4 separate regions of the Mus musculus genome follow, and all the other regions are linked to region 1. The links are chromatin contacts, called in public Hi-C maps. All regions are on one chromosome and are shown on one strand. Each heading gives the region's core, a stretch centred on a gene start, on an enhancer-like site or on the middle of the called end of the contact. The rest is flanking DNA. Distances are from core to core; before and after follow the strand shown. Region 1 has its middle 21 kb from the start of Gm33781. Region 2 overlaps Chst11 (carbohydrate sulfotransferase 11). Region 3 overlaps Chst11 (carbohydrate sulfotransferase 11). Region 4 overlaps Chst11 (carbohydrate sulfotransferase 11).

Region 1 (2,700 bases), core at 59-2,558:
CAGGCAGGAATGTGCCCCTCTCTGGGGGGCTTCAGTTGGCCTTTGAATGAAAATGAGGACAGAATCCCTCCGAGGAGTGGTTGGGGAGACGGGTTTTATTGTAGATATGAGAGAGAGCACAGCCAGAGGCAACTGGAAGAGTCTAGACTGAACATGGCCAGAACAGACCGGGCCACGCACAAGAAGGGGGAGTGAGAGAGGGAGGGAGGTAGAGGAGAGAGGGAAGAGAGAGGGAAGAGGAGAGAAGGCAAAGGGACAAAGATAGGTTCCAGAGCCGAGTCAAGAGCAGAACCAAGCAAGCACCGGGTACCCACAGTGACTGAGTTATATAAGAAAGAGAAGCTAGGGTAAGAGAAGGGACTCTCAGGGCTGGAGAGGGTAGGGTAGGGGCAGGGGTGACAGGTAGGTGCTGAGAGGAGCCAGGACGATATAACTGGTACTGGAGAGAATGCTGGGAGAGACTAGAGGCCACAATCTGCTTTGTTAATAGACACCTCAAGAATGCTTTGAGATTGATTGGTTTTATTTTGGATTTGCTTGTTCGGCGACGGCGACATCTGTCCCGGGAGCTGGCCTTGAACTCATGATGTTTATTGCCTCCAGTGCCTGAGTGTTGGGATTACAGGCCTGTGGCACTACATCTAGCTAGATATGGTGTTCTGCACGGTTGCCTTTAGATCTGTTGTCAGAATGTCTGTGTCTTCCTTTCCCGTCCAGTTCAGATGTTGAAATCTTGACCCCCAAGGTTATGATAGGAGGTGCGGCTTTGGGGGAGATAATTGAGCTTAACTAAGGCCACAGAGAGCTTTATAGATGGTGTGACAGTTAGTTCTGATTATCAGCTCCTGAGTGGGGCAAGCCTTCGGCTGTGTGTGAGGGAGAGATTATATGGAGGAGAGAAGATTGACCCTCAGTGTGGGAGGCACCATCCAAGGACTGGAATCCAAGGTTGAAAGAAGAGAGAAAGAGGAGGCAGCCAGCCTTGGACTAGCATTCCCCCACCATCCCACCCTCCTCCCCCATCCCACCCCACTCTCTCCCCCAACCCCCACCCCTACCCCTTTTCACTTCCCAGTCCTGGATGAGCATCCCTCCACCTCCCACTCACTTCCTGAAACACTGAGATGTGAAGAGTCCCCGCTGTGTCCCTGCTGCCATGGTGGTCTTCCCTGCCTTGATGCACCTTCCTAAACAGGGGCCCCAAAGAAATCCTCCCTCTCTTAAGCTGCTCTGCCTGTCACAGCACAGTGCAGCTCCCTAAGTGACCTCAAGAAGTGACTCAGAGAGAGCCTCACCTCCTCCTCTCTGAAGACACCGCCAGAGGCGCTACCAAGGAACCAAAAAATAGGCAGCAAATCTGCCTGTATTGGTTCCAGACTTCCTGTTTGCTGAATATGGACAAATCTTTCTGCGGTTTGTCAGCCATTTAGCCTTTGTAAGAGTCAGAAGTGTTGACTTTGAGCCTAGAATGTACTTACTGAAGGAATGAACCGCTCACGAGTATAGTATGGTAGACATGACCGGGGCTCAGCCATTCCCATTTCTTCCCTCCTCCCTGGGTGGGAGCCCATGAGTGGTGACTGGTTCTGACCAATGACAGTGAGCAGAAACATTGTGGCAAGTTTCTCATGGAATGGATTCAAACAGCTTGGACTGAGAGTCACTGCATGAGGGACAGCTGCCCCAGATTATCAACTGAATCTATCTGCTCTTAAAAACAGGAAGGAACTTGGAAAAGTTTTGACGAAGCTTTTGTGACTGTGGGTGTCCCAAGGAGAAGCAACCTGCTGCTACTGCTGTACTTAAAAATGGCACAGCAATCATAAGATGTGACAAAGATTTACAGAATAACAAGGGAAGAGAAGCCACATATTGTGACTATGTGGATAATATGCAGGTTTATAAAAAATCACTTTTAGGGCCAGGTAGTGATGGCACACACTTTTAATCCCAGCACTCCGGAGAAAGAAGCAGATGGCGCTCTGAGTTTGAGGCCAGCCTGATCTACAGATGGAGTTCTAGGACAGTCAGGGCTACACAGAGAAACCCTGTCTCATAAAGCCAAAAAAAGTTATATTTAGAAAACCATAATTAATAAATAAAGGGTCCCTTTGTAAGGCCGCCTGTACTATGAGCAATTAAAATATATCCCCGAGGCCGCTCCCCAGTGGGATCTGTATTCCACGTCTTCTAAAGAGCATGTGCTTTCTGAACAGCGTTCTGTTGGGCTGCCGTGTCTCAAGGTCTGCATCCTGGAAGGATGCTCTTCTGATCTCCCTCATAGGCCTTCAGCCTTGAGATGAAGGAGATGCTGCACGTGGAGAGAGATAGATGGGCGCCTCAAGATTTGGGCAAGCCAATGGATGCCTCCCCAGGCTCTCTTGGTGAGACATCACCCATCCTAACCGCTTCTTCTATCAGAGACTGGACTTTGGACTGAGCCTCATGCCCCAAACTCCACTCATACCACCCTCTTCCTAAATATCTCCTAGGACATATTTTTATTTAGCCCAGGCTGGCCTTAAACTTTCTATATAGCCAAGGTTAACCACGATCTGACCCTCCTGCCTCCAACTCCCAAGTCTTGAGATTACAGGCGTGTACCACCACATCTGTTGTATGTGCTGCTGAGGATACTACCCAGGGCTTTATACTTTCTAGACAAGCACTTCGCCAACTGCCCAGCCCCTCTCTCTCAGG
Region 2 (2,700 bases), core at 147-2,646, 200 kb after region 1:
GCACCTCGGTTGATTCTCCTTATCTTGAGCTGCCAGTTTTGAGGGTATCTGCAGGGAGCTGGGGCAGGATTGGAAATAACTATAAAGACTGTCTAGAAGCTGGTGGGAAACGCATCCTGCAGCCACTACCCAGACAGAGGCCTTCCCCTCAATATCTGTCCATTGAAGTGTCCAGACAGTTCTAAATGCATACTTTAAATGCACATGGACAAAATTACATTTAGGGGCTGGGGATACAGCTCAAAATGTTTGCCTAGCATACATAAAATCTTGGGTTCAATCCTCAGCACTGCATAAACCTGGTTTATCCTCAAGACTGCATAAACTCTGCCCTTGAGAGGGTAGAGGCAAGAGGATCAGGAGTTCAAGGTTAGCCTTAGCTACATTGTGCACTTGAGGCCAGCCTGGACTAGAGATCTTGTCCCCCAAAATAATAAATACATAAATCAGTCTTCTCCTCTACGGCATGGACCAACCTCTAAGTTGAGGTCTTCTTTGTCATTTTTTTAAAAAATGACTCCCATTGGCTCCATTTTTCCCCCGAGGCCAGATTCTGTGGCCAACCTGCAATGTCTGCCCTGTAGCTGACGCTCTTCCTTCAAAGGCAGCAGAGCCTCGCTGCCATCTGCAGCCGGCACACCTGGGCTCCCACAGCTGGATGTCTCTGCCTGGGCATCTTGCCTAGGCTGTATGCTGTCCTTTCAGTAGCCTTGTCCTTTGCATTTTAAAGGCTTCACAGTACACTCTGGAGGAGAGGTTCTAATGCTGGGTTGGGACTGAACCCTGGGCCAGCCATTAGTAACTCACAGTCCTGGCTTTGGCCTCCGAGCCCTCGCAGGTGACTCTGCCTTGCAGTAAGTGACAAGACTGAGCCACCAGGAGGAATGACTGGACCTGGCTCAGCTGTCCCCAGAAGTAGATAGGCCAGTGTCTGAGACGCAGTGGGGAGACAAAGTCTGCAGGAGCTGTTTGCATGACTCTCCACAGGGGCTGGAAGAGGGGGCCTTTACCCTCAGGAGAGCCCAAAGTCTGTCCCACCAAGGCAAATCTTTTTTTTTCTTTTTTCTTTTTTTTTTTTTTTTGTAAATGACCAGTAATACTCACCTTGACCTCCATCTGTGCATTCCAGACTGAACTTGCAGTGATCCTCAAGGTCATGTTGGTTTGCATCCCTCTCATCCCAGTGAGGAAACCCGGGCCTGAGAAGTGACTGCATGTGCCCAACTCAGAGTCAGGGCACTGGGCTGGGCCTGGAGCTCTGGCCTCAGGTTTCATCTGGGAGGAAGCTACTTGTGTTGGAAGCGTGGCCTTGGACTGAGGAAGAAGTAACCACAGAGGGTGTAACACCACGGTCATTCCTGAATTTGCTGTCTGTCCTCCTAAATTCTGGAGGTGCTTCTACACTCTGCTAGGCCTGAGTCTCTATGGCTCCAGCCCTTCCTTCTCCCCTCCTGCTGGCCACACTGTGACTAATCCCTTTTCCCATGGGGTGAGCCAAGATAAGATTAGAGCTTTATTAAAAGGAAATCAAACTAGGAAATGAAAGGATAAACAAACTCCCAAATGAACTGGGGAGAATAAAACAGTCCCCAAAGCAAGCGAGGTCACCCCGGCAAGATCTCCACCCAACTGGGACAAGCTGCTTGCACCCTAGGCCAGGCATCCAGCAGGTGAACTAGCTCCTCTCACCAGCCCCGCCAGTCGCCACGGTCACACTGGCTGGTATGGTACCTTCAGCAGACTGGCTTCTTGGGGGAGCCTGGCTTGTGGTACTAGCATGTGCCTTCCAGCCGTTTGCCCAAGCCAAGGCATCCTGGGACCTTTACCTATTCTCCCATCTGGAGTGCTGCCAACGGCTTATGGCGATGAGTGCAGCTGGCAGTGCGTCTTTACTCCCCATTGCATGGGGCAGGAACTGCAGTCTCAGTCCAGTGACCCTCGTCCCCTTTCCTCTTTACTCCCCACCCCAGTGTGCCTCTGTTCTACCTACCTGTGCTTTCTGCCCCAAGCCATCTTAGCCTTCCAGCTCTTCCTTCCTCCTCCTCCTCCTCCTTCATCCTCTCTTCTCCACTTATCCTAAATGTCACGTGTGCAGGTATGGTGCCCTCTTCCTTAGAGTGCTTCACTTCCTGTAAGGATGACAGAGTAGGTGGTTAAACTGCCTGTCACATAAAGAGGAGGAGCATGGCCGGGCTTCTGCTTGGCCTCTGACAAGGACATCGTATTTCAGCTTGACAAATCGAGTGAGTAGGCTTTTCTTAAGAACCAGGAATGCCAGCCGGGCGTGGTGGCGCACGCCTTTAATCCCAGCACTCAGGAGGCAGAGGCAGGTGGATTTCTGAGTTTGAGGCCAGTCTGGTCTACAGAGTGAGTTCCAGGACAGCCAGGGCTATACAGAGAAACCCTGTCTGGAAAAACCAACCAACCAACCAACCAACAAACAACAACAAAAAAAAAACCAGGAATGCTGTCCTAGGGGCCCCACCCTCAAGCCTCACCTATCCTCATCACTTCCCAAGGGCCTCACCTCTAAGTCTTTTAACACAAGGATTTAGGGATTTGGTTTCCCACATCTGTGCCCTCTGCCCTCCTTGGTCTTTCTTTTATACTCGTGACCTGAGGCTCAGTGAGAGCCAGGTCCCATGTGTCAGACTCAACCCTGAACTCCCAGAAGGCCTGGTGAGTGCGGCAAGCCTTCCT
Region 3 (2,700 bases), core at 145-2,644, 250 kb after region 1:
CAGTTGACCTGGCTTTGTGCTGTAGGCCTGCAAGCCTCAGGAAAGAACAGCTCTCCAGTGCACGCCTGCCCTCTCTCCTGTCTGTCCCACAAGGACAGTTCTGGCTCTCATGACCAGTTCATTGTCAACATCTAGGACCACACTAGGTATGTAGATGGACAGAGACTACCTGAGAATCCAAGAGAGGCAGCAGGAGAGGCCAGGTAATAAAGCTGCGCTGGGCCCCTTTCTGGTGGCTATTCTCAACAGGCCCTTTGTGCCTGGTGACTCCAGGCCATTGGAAGCTGCAGTGAGATGCAGAGAGAGGGCTGGCAGGCCTGGGCCAGTTGGCTGCCAAGAGTGCCTGTTGCTGCCGCCTGCTCCCTCGGGGGCCCCCATCCATGTAGACCACCCCTCCCTCAACTCATATGTCTTACCCTCCGTTTCCTCCGTCATGAAGCATGGCCACTCACTGCCACCCACAGGGAGCCCTGCCGAGAGGTGCATGGACTTAGTGGGTCACCAGTCCTGCTTCTCTTGAGAGGACACAGCCTCGTAAGTTTCTCCACAAGCTTCCCAGTGTGGGAAACATAATGCATGCTCCAAAGGCTGTCCTTAGCTCAGGGAGGCCTGGTGACTGTCAGGTAGACCATAATTACCTCCATTCGTGATCACATCGGACTCCACAGCCAGTGTCATGGGAGCCCATCTTAAAGAGGACTTGGCACCTCTGGGCCAGAATAAAATGATGAAGGCCATGGCCTTGCAAGCACCTTCCTTGCTTCCCAGCCTTGTCCCTTGCACCAAAGCATCAGACACAGTAATTACAGGAGCACATTGCCCAGTCACCCCTTGCCTTAGTCTCCCCATCTATAAAATGGGGCCACTCACAGTCCCTTCCTTATATTCGCTCATGAGTACACGAAGTCACCTTCGGAAGGCTAGAGGCATGTTTTGTTGTTCTACCCAAACTTCTGTAAGAATTCTGTCTCCATTGGCACTAAGCCCCATGTGGGACTAACACAAGGAAGATTCTAGAAAGTATTTAACGCAGATAGTGCTTCAACCATGCCAGGACAGAGAAAACAGCTCATAAATTATTTGAGGAAGGAAATATTGTCAGCTGTTTCAGTTTCCTGTCATAACACATTCCCACAAACTCATTGTCATGCCGCAGCACAAATGTATACCACGGTTCTGGAAGTCAGGGGTCGACGTGGGTCTCATGTGTCTGAAATCCACAGGCAATGTAGCATCCAAGACCACCTGTGTCCCTTGGCTTACGGATCTCTCTGTCCTCAGAGGGGATGGCAGCCGGCTAGAGCCTTCTCCCTGCTTCCCCCTCCCCACCCCCCAACCATGTCCCCTGACTCCCCCTCTGTAGGAAAGATTCTGTGGTCAAATGACATCACCCAGCTAATCCAGGAACACCCCTGTGCTTTAGCATCATGTGGTCAGCAGCAATTCTTCCACCTGCTCCTTCCCCCCACCCCCGCTAGCCAAAGAACACTATGTATTCAGTGTCTGGGGTGGGTGTTTGCCTAGCTCGCCGCCACACATGCATTTTGGGGGACAGTGACTTGGCTTCTTTGCCTGGGGCTGTTCCCAGCTGTTCCCAGCTGTTCCCAGCTGTTCTCCAGGAACCTTCACAGGATTGGGGGCAGGGAAATAAGGTTTCGAGGGAGGAATAGTAGCTCAGACTCAGCCATGGCTTGCTCATTGAGTGCATCCCCAGCCCCAAGCCAGCATTGCCGTGGGCAGCCTTCTACCATGCAGAACACCATCTTGTCTTCTTCATAGAGTGTCTGCTGCATAGATCGCTTTACAAGGCCTGAGTGCTTACCTCCGTCCCTTCACGGCCCCTTGGCATATTCCATTGCTAGAATGTGGTTCTCCTGGCTCTCGTGGATGGATGGTGGGCTGATACAGTCCACGGAGGCAGTGGGATCAGAGACAACGAGCTGGGGTTCGGGAGCCCTGTGAGTACATATGGCAAATAACCACACCAGGACCAGCTATCGGGAAGCAGATCAACTTTACTTATGGTGATTCAAGGCTTATAGAGTTTGTGGGGACTGAGGCTGGGAACATCCAGGGTGGGCAAAGGTCATTGGCTGAGGGCTTAGGGCACCGAAATGCCTCATTAGTGTGGGAAAGCATCTGGGGAATCTCAGGTGCTGGCTGAACAGCTTCTTAGCTAGAGAAAGGATCCTGTAGTCTAACTGAGGCTATGTGACATTTCTCGTAGAGGCTTGGGGGGGGGGCAGTGAATTCCCCTGTGATTGAGATAGTATAGCCAGTCTCCAAGAGACCTCCAGGCTCCTGTCTGCCCCTCACAGCCATGCTGCCCATTATTAATGGAGAATTCCTGTGTCACTGACCTTCAGTGTGACCTTGGGGACCACAGCCTACCTCACATACAGGGCCACCATCGCATGCGAGACCGTCAGCTCCTCCCCCACGTTCCTCTGCCAAGTCTCTTCCTTCCTTCCAGCCTTAATGGCTTCCTTTTGTGAAATCCCAGAATTCTCACCTCACTCTTTCAAGAGGGCTGTAGATGTTCTTGCAACTTCTCCGTCACCTAATGGGGACTTGCTTCACAAGGGAGCTAGTGCATAGCTGCAGTAGAGGCATGTTTTACTCCAAAATCCAAAGTTGTTGGTGTAGGAAATGCTAAGCATTGAGCTTTCTGCAAGGCACACTTTTCTTTCAATGCTGGGG
Region 4 (2,700 bases), core at 150-2,649, 240 kb after region 1:
GGGTGTGAGCTGTCTATGTCTATGCTGCCATATGAGTGAAGGGTCAAGCGGTCACATTATTAGTGACACTTGAGTCCAAGCACGTTTCAATCTGAGTAAGCTTCAGAACCATACTGAGGGAATGAAGCCACTTTTAAGACCCACAGTCATGTGATTCCATAAATGTTGAATGGACAAACGTAAAAGCAGAAAGTACACTGGTGGCTGCCTATGTTTGGGTCGGGTTGGGGGACAGGGCGAAGTGACTGATGGAGGAGGGGGGTTCTAGGCTGTGATAAACATTTTAAAGTCAGAGTATAGTAATGGTTGCACATCAGCATCTTATTTACTCCTTGAATAGGTACATCTCCCACAGGCGTGCCCAGAGGCTTGTCTCCTAGGTGATCCTAGACTCTGTCAAGTTAACAGTATTCACCACAAATGTATCAATGATCTGAGAAGATGCCCCATGCGGCTTGCCTGTTTCTACCTCATGGTGCTCTAGAAGAAAAGATTGAACTCTGAAGTCAGTGATTTGAGGAGAGTTTGTCCCTAGACCATCGCAGAGCATAGGGCTGATACCTCATCGGTATCCGCCCAAATACCCGTGACAGGAGCTCACAGGGCCTCCATTCTAGGTGTTGCACCTGACCCAGGCAAAGTGGCTGTCGTCAGTATCTGGAATGGGCTGAAAGTCCAAATGGACTCTGACTGCCTTACGGCTTTCCATAGAGGAAGCTATGTATAGAGAGTTACTTAGTATAAGGGAGTGTGACAGGCTAGAGAATCAATCTCTCGTTGCACAGACCCAGAAGAACAGTGACTGGCATAGTTCAGAGCTTTTTGTCTCAGTTCCGATATGTGTGTGTGTTGGGGGTGGGGACGTCATGGCTGAGCAAGAGGAATTGTGTGTTGCTCATGGGAGGGTCAACTTTTTGATCTCTTTAGTCCTTTAACTGCTGGGATGAAGCCCACCCACCTTAGAGAGGTCTCCCGCCTCTCCTGCCTGAGGAGCACCTGCAAGGACTGTGGCTCCGAGCTCTGCACTTACAGTCAGGTCACATGAAGAGGACCATTGTACAGGTGACTCAGGATTGCCCTGGTGTGGGTCCACCAATAGTACCTGTTCCTGGTTTTCATACAGGGCTCATCTCTATGGTATATAGCCTTTTTTTTTTTTCCTACACTGCCTCTGAGAGACAGACAGACTAGAGACAGAAGTTCCCTCCATGGCCCAGGGCTTTAACCATCATGGCATATGTTTATCCCGGAAAGGCACCTCCTTTGGGGTACACACTGGCTATTAAGATGTTCTGTCCAGCAGTGACCTCCTCCAACGGGGAGAGGTGCTAATCGGGGGTCTGGATTTGAATGTTGCTGCTGGCACTGCCTTGCCAGCTTTGGTAACCATAGCAACTAGTCATTGCTACAACCTGTTCCTGACTCTGCTGGGAGAATGCCTAACAAGCTCTGTGGCGTGTCTCTGAACGTATCTCCCAAGGATAAAATACACGTCTTCGATGCTTAGTCTTGTGTTCAAGGTCAGAAGTCTGTCCACTTTAAAGGGTGCCTAACCCGTGGCAGGGAAACAGAGGATGGGGAAGGTGGAAGGAGAGGGGTGAGCAAAAGGAAGGATAGACTCTGAGGGGGAGGAGGCAGGGCTGGGCTGGTGCCTCAGCCTCAAGCCTTCTGCTCACTAAGGGTGAGCCAGCACCCAGACAGCCACCACTGAGCCTTCAGCATGGAAGGGGCTGTGCTCTCCCCCATGAGGGTGTCCTCATGAGAAAGCCATTGATGTCATCGGGGGAAGAGTGGGAAGTGAGTTGCATCTGAGCTTACTCTGTGGTTGAATCCCATTTTCACTTTGAATCATATCTGGACGTGGCCCTGTGGTTTTTCAGGGACATGGAATCTCAGAAGGTTAAAACACAGCTGTGGCCACACCACACCATTTTCCTGTAACGGCAGGGAGCAGTGTGGTGGACTCAGGCACAGCCATTCAGAACGGCACCTGTGGATGAATTTTTCTCAGGAAGTAGTGAGATGCGATATTTCCCTCCTGAGGCCTTGTGGCTTCCCAGGGCCCCTCCCCACTTTGCCAGCACCAGACTGCCACATGTAGGGCAAATGTCTAGAGTCTACAGTTTTATCTGACGTCTGAATTTTATTCATTGTTTTATCTCTTAGGCCTATAGCTGGGCAGTTAATAATTCCTGTTATTATTAATTATTCCTACATAAATAGCTATTTATTGGATGAATGAAGGAAGATACAGGTGAATAAGAGAGTGTAGGTTGAAGATTTGCCTTCAGGGCTGGAGAGGTGGCTCAGTGGTTAAGAGCACCGACTGCTCTCCCAGAGGTCCTGAGTTCAATTCCCAGCAACCACATGGTGGCTCACAACCATCTGTAATAGGATCAGATGCCCTCTTCTGGTGTGTCTGATGACAGCTACAGTGTACTCATATAAATAAAATAGATAAATCTAAAAAAAAAAAAAAGGAAAGAAAGAAAGAAAGAAAGAAAGAAAGAAAGAAAGAAAGAAAGAAAGAAAGAAAGAAAGAAAGTATGCCTTCATATGTGTGGGAAAAGCCAGCCAATGATTCAATTCCATCAAGCAAGCCAGGCTGCAGGACTTGGAATCCTACCAAGCCTGCAGTGGAGAAGGGCAGGGAGGTGAAAGAGTGATCCCATATGCTTAGCACTTGACTGCCTTAGCACA

The links. Hi-C and Micro-C count contacts between places; a contact is called where the count stands out from the background.
Region 2: a Hi-C map of bone marrow-derived macrophages shows a contact between it and region 1, with 27 read pairs. The contact joins two enhancer-like sites. A contact is called at or near these places in 1 of 15 datasets of contacts at CTCF or cohesin (CD8 T cells), 21 of 484 Hi-C or Micro-C datasets (B cells, the Ba/F3 cell line, the G1E-ER4 cell line and 13 more), 5 of 115 datasets of contacts at active chromatin or transcription factors (astrocytes, bone marrow-derived dendritic cells, effector CD8 T cells and 1 more) and 2 of 9 other capture datasets (bone marrow-derived macrophages and embryonic stem cells).
Region 3: a Hi-C map of bone marrow-derived macrophages shows a contact between it and region 1, with 28 read pairs. The contact joins two enhancer-like sites. A contact is called at or near these places in 15 of 39 promoter capture datasets (the 3T3-L1 cell line, 3T3-L1-derived adipocytes, the C10 cell line and 10 more), 2 of 15 datasets of contacts at CTCF or cohesin (the NIH/3T3 cell line and pro-B cells), 9 of 484 Hi-C or Micro-C datasets (the 3T3-L1 cell line, bone marrow-derived macrophages, embryonic stem cells and 3 more), 5 of 115 datasets of contacts at active chromatin or transcription factors (bone marrow-derived macrophages, embryonic basal ganglia, embryonic forebrain and 2 more) and 1 of 9 other capture datasets (bone marrow-derived macrophages).
Region 4: a contact with region 1 is called in a Hi-C map of bone marrow-derived macrophages, with 22 read pairs. The contact joins two enhancer-like sites. A contact is called at or near these places in 15 of 39 promoter capture datasets (the 3T3-L1 cell line, 3T3-L1-derived adipocytes, the C10 cell line and 10 more), 2 of 15 datasets of contacts at CTCF or cohesin (large pre-B cells and pro-B cells), 2 of 484 Hi-C or Micro-C datasets (bone marrow-derived dendritic cells and bone marrow-derived macrophages), 3 of 115 datasets of contacts at active chromatin or transcription factors (embryonic basal ganglia, neural progenitor cells and oligodendrocyte precursor cells) and 1 of 9 other capture datasets (embryonic stem cells).

Annotation. Positions count from the first base shown.
Region 1 is chr10:82,912,618-82,915,317 of GRCm38.p6, forward strand. No RefSeq gene overlaps it. Among named protein-coding and RNA genes, the nearest start is that of Gm33781, 21 kb to the right of the region's middle. Within about 2 kb of position 1,309, at least 34 of the 459 cell types and tissues checked have an H3K27ac peak or open chromatin away from gene starts, as enhancers often do. A contact at or near this core is called in the HPC-7 cell line, bone marrow-derived macrophages and neutrophils, where this site is marked.
Region 2 is chr10:83,117,420-83,120,119 of GRCm38.p6, forward strand. All of the region lies in intron 2 of Chst11 (carbohydrate sulfotransferase 11), which reads left to right. It overlaps LOC115487465 (a long non-coding RNA gene), which reads right to left. Exons shown (of 3, transcript XR_003949026.1): 2 at 1,105-2,129. Among named protein-coding and RNA genes, the nearest start is that of Chst11, 130 kb to the left of the region's middle. Within about 2 kb of position 1,397, at least 50 of the 459 cell types and tissues checked have an H3K27ac peak or open chromatin away from gene starts, as enhancers often do. A contact at or near this core is called in bone marrow-derived macrophages, where this site is marked.
Region 3 is chr10:83,167,362-83,170,061 of GRCm38.p6, forward strand. All of the region lies in intron 2 of Chst11 (carbohydrate sulfotransferase 11), which reads left to right. Among named protein-coding and RNA genes, the nearest start is that of Slc41a2, 170 kb to the right of the region's middle. Within about 2 kb of position 1,395, at least 50 of the 459 cell types and tissues checked have an H3K27ac peak or open chromatin away from gene starts, as enhancers often do. A contact at or near this core is called in the HPC-7 cell line, bone marrow-derived macrophages and neutrophils, where this site is marked.
Region 4 is chr10:83,148,077-83,150,776 of GRCm38.p6, forward strand. The region is part of intron 2 of Chst11 (carbohydrate sulfotransferase 11); the gene reads left to right. Among named protein-coding and RNA genes, the nearest start is that of Chst11, 160 kb to the left of the region's middle. Within about 2 kb of position 1,400, at least 57 of the 459 cell types and tissues checked have an H3K27ac peak or open chromatin away from gene starts, as enhancers often do. A contact at or near this core is called in bone marrow-derived macrophages, where this site is marked.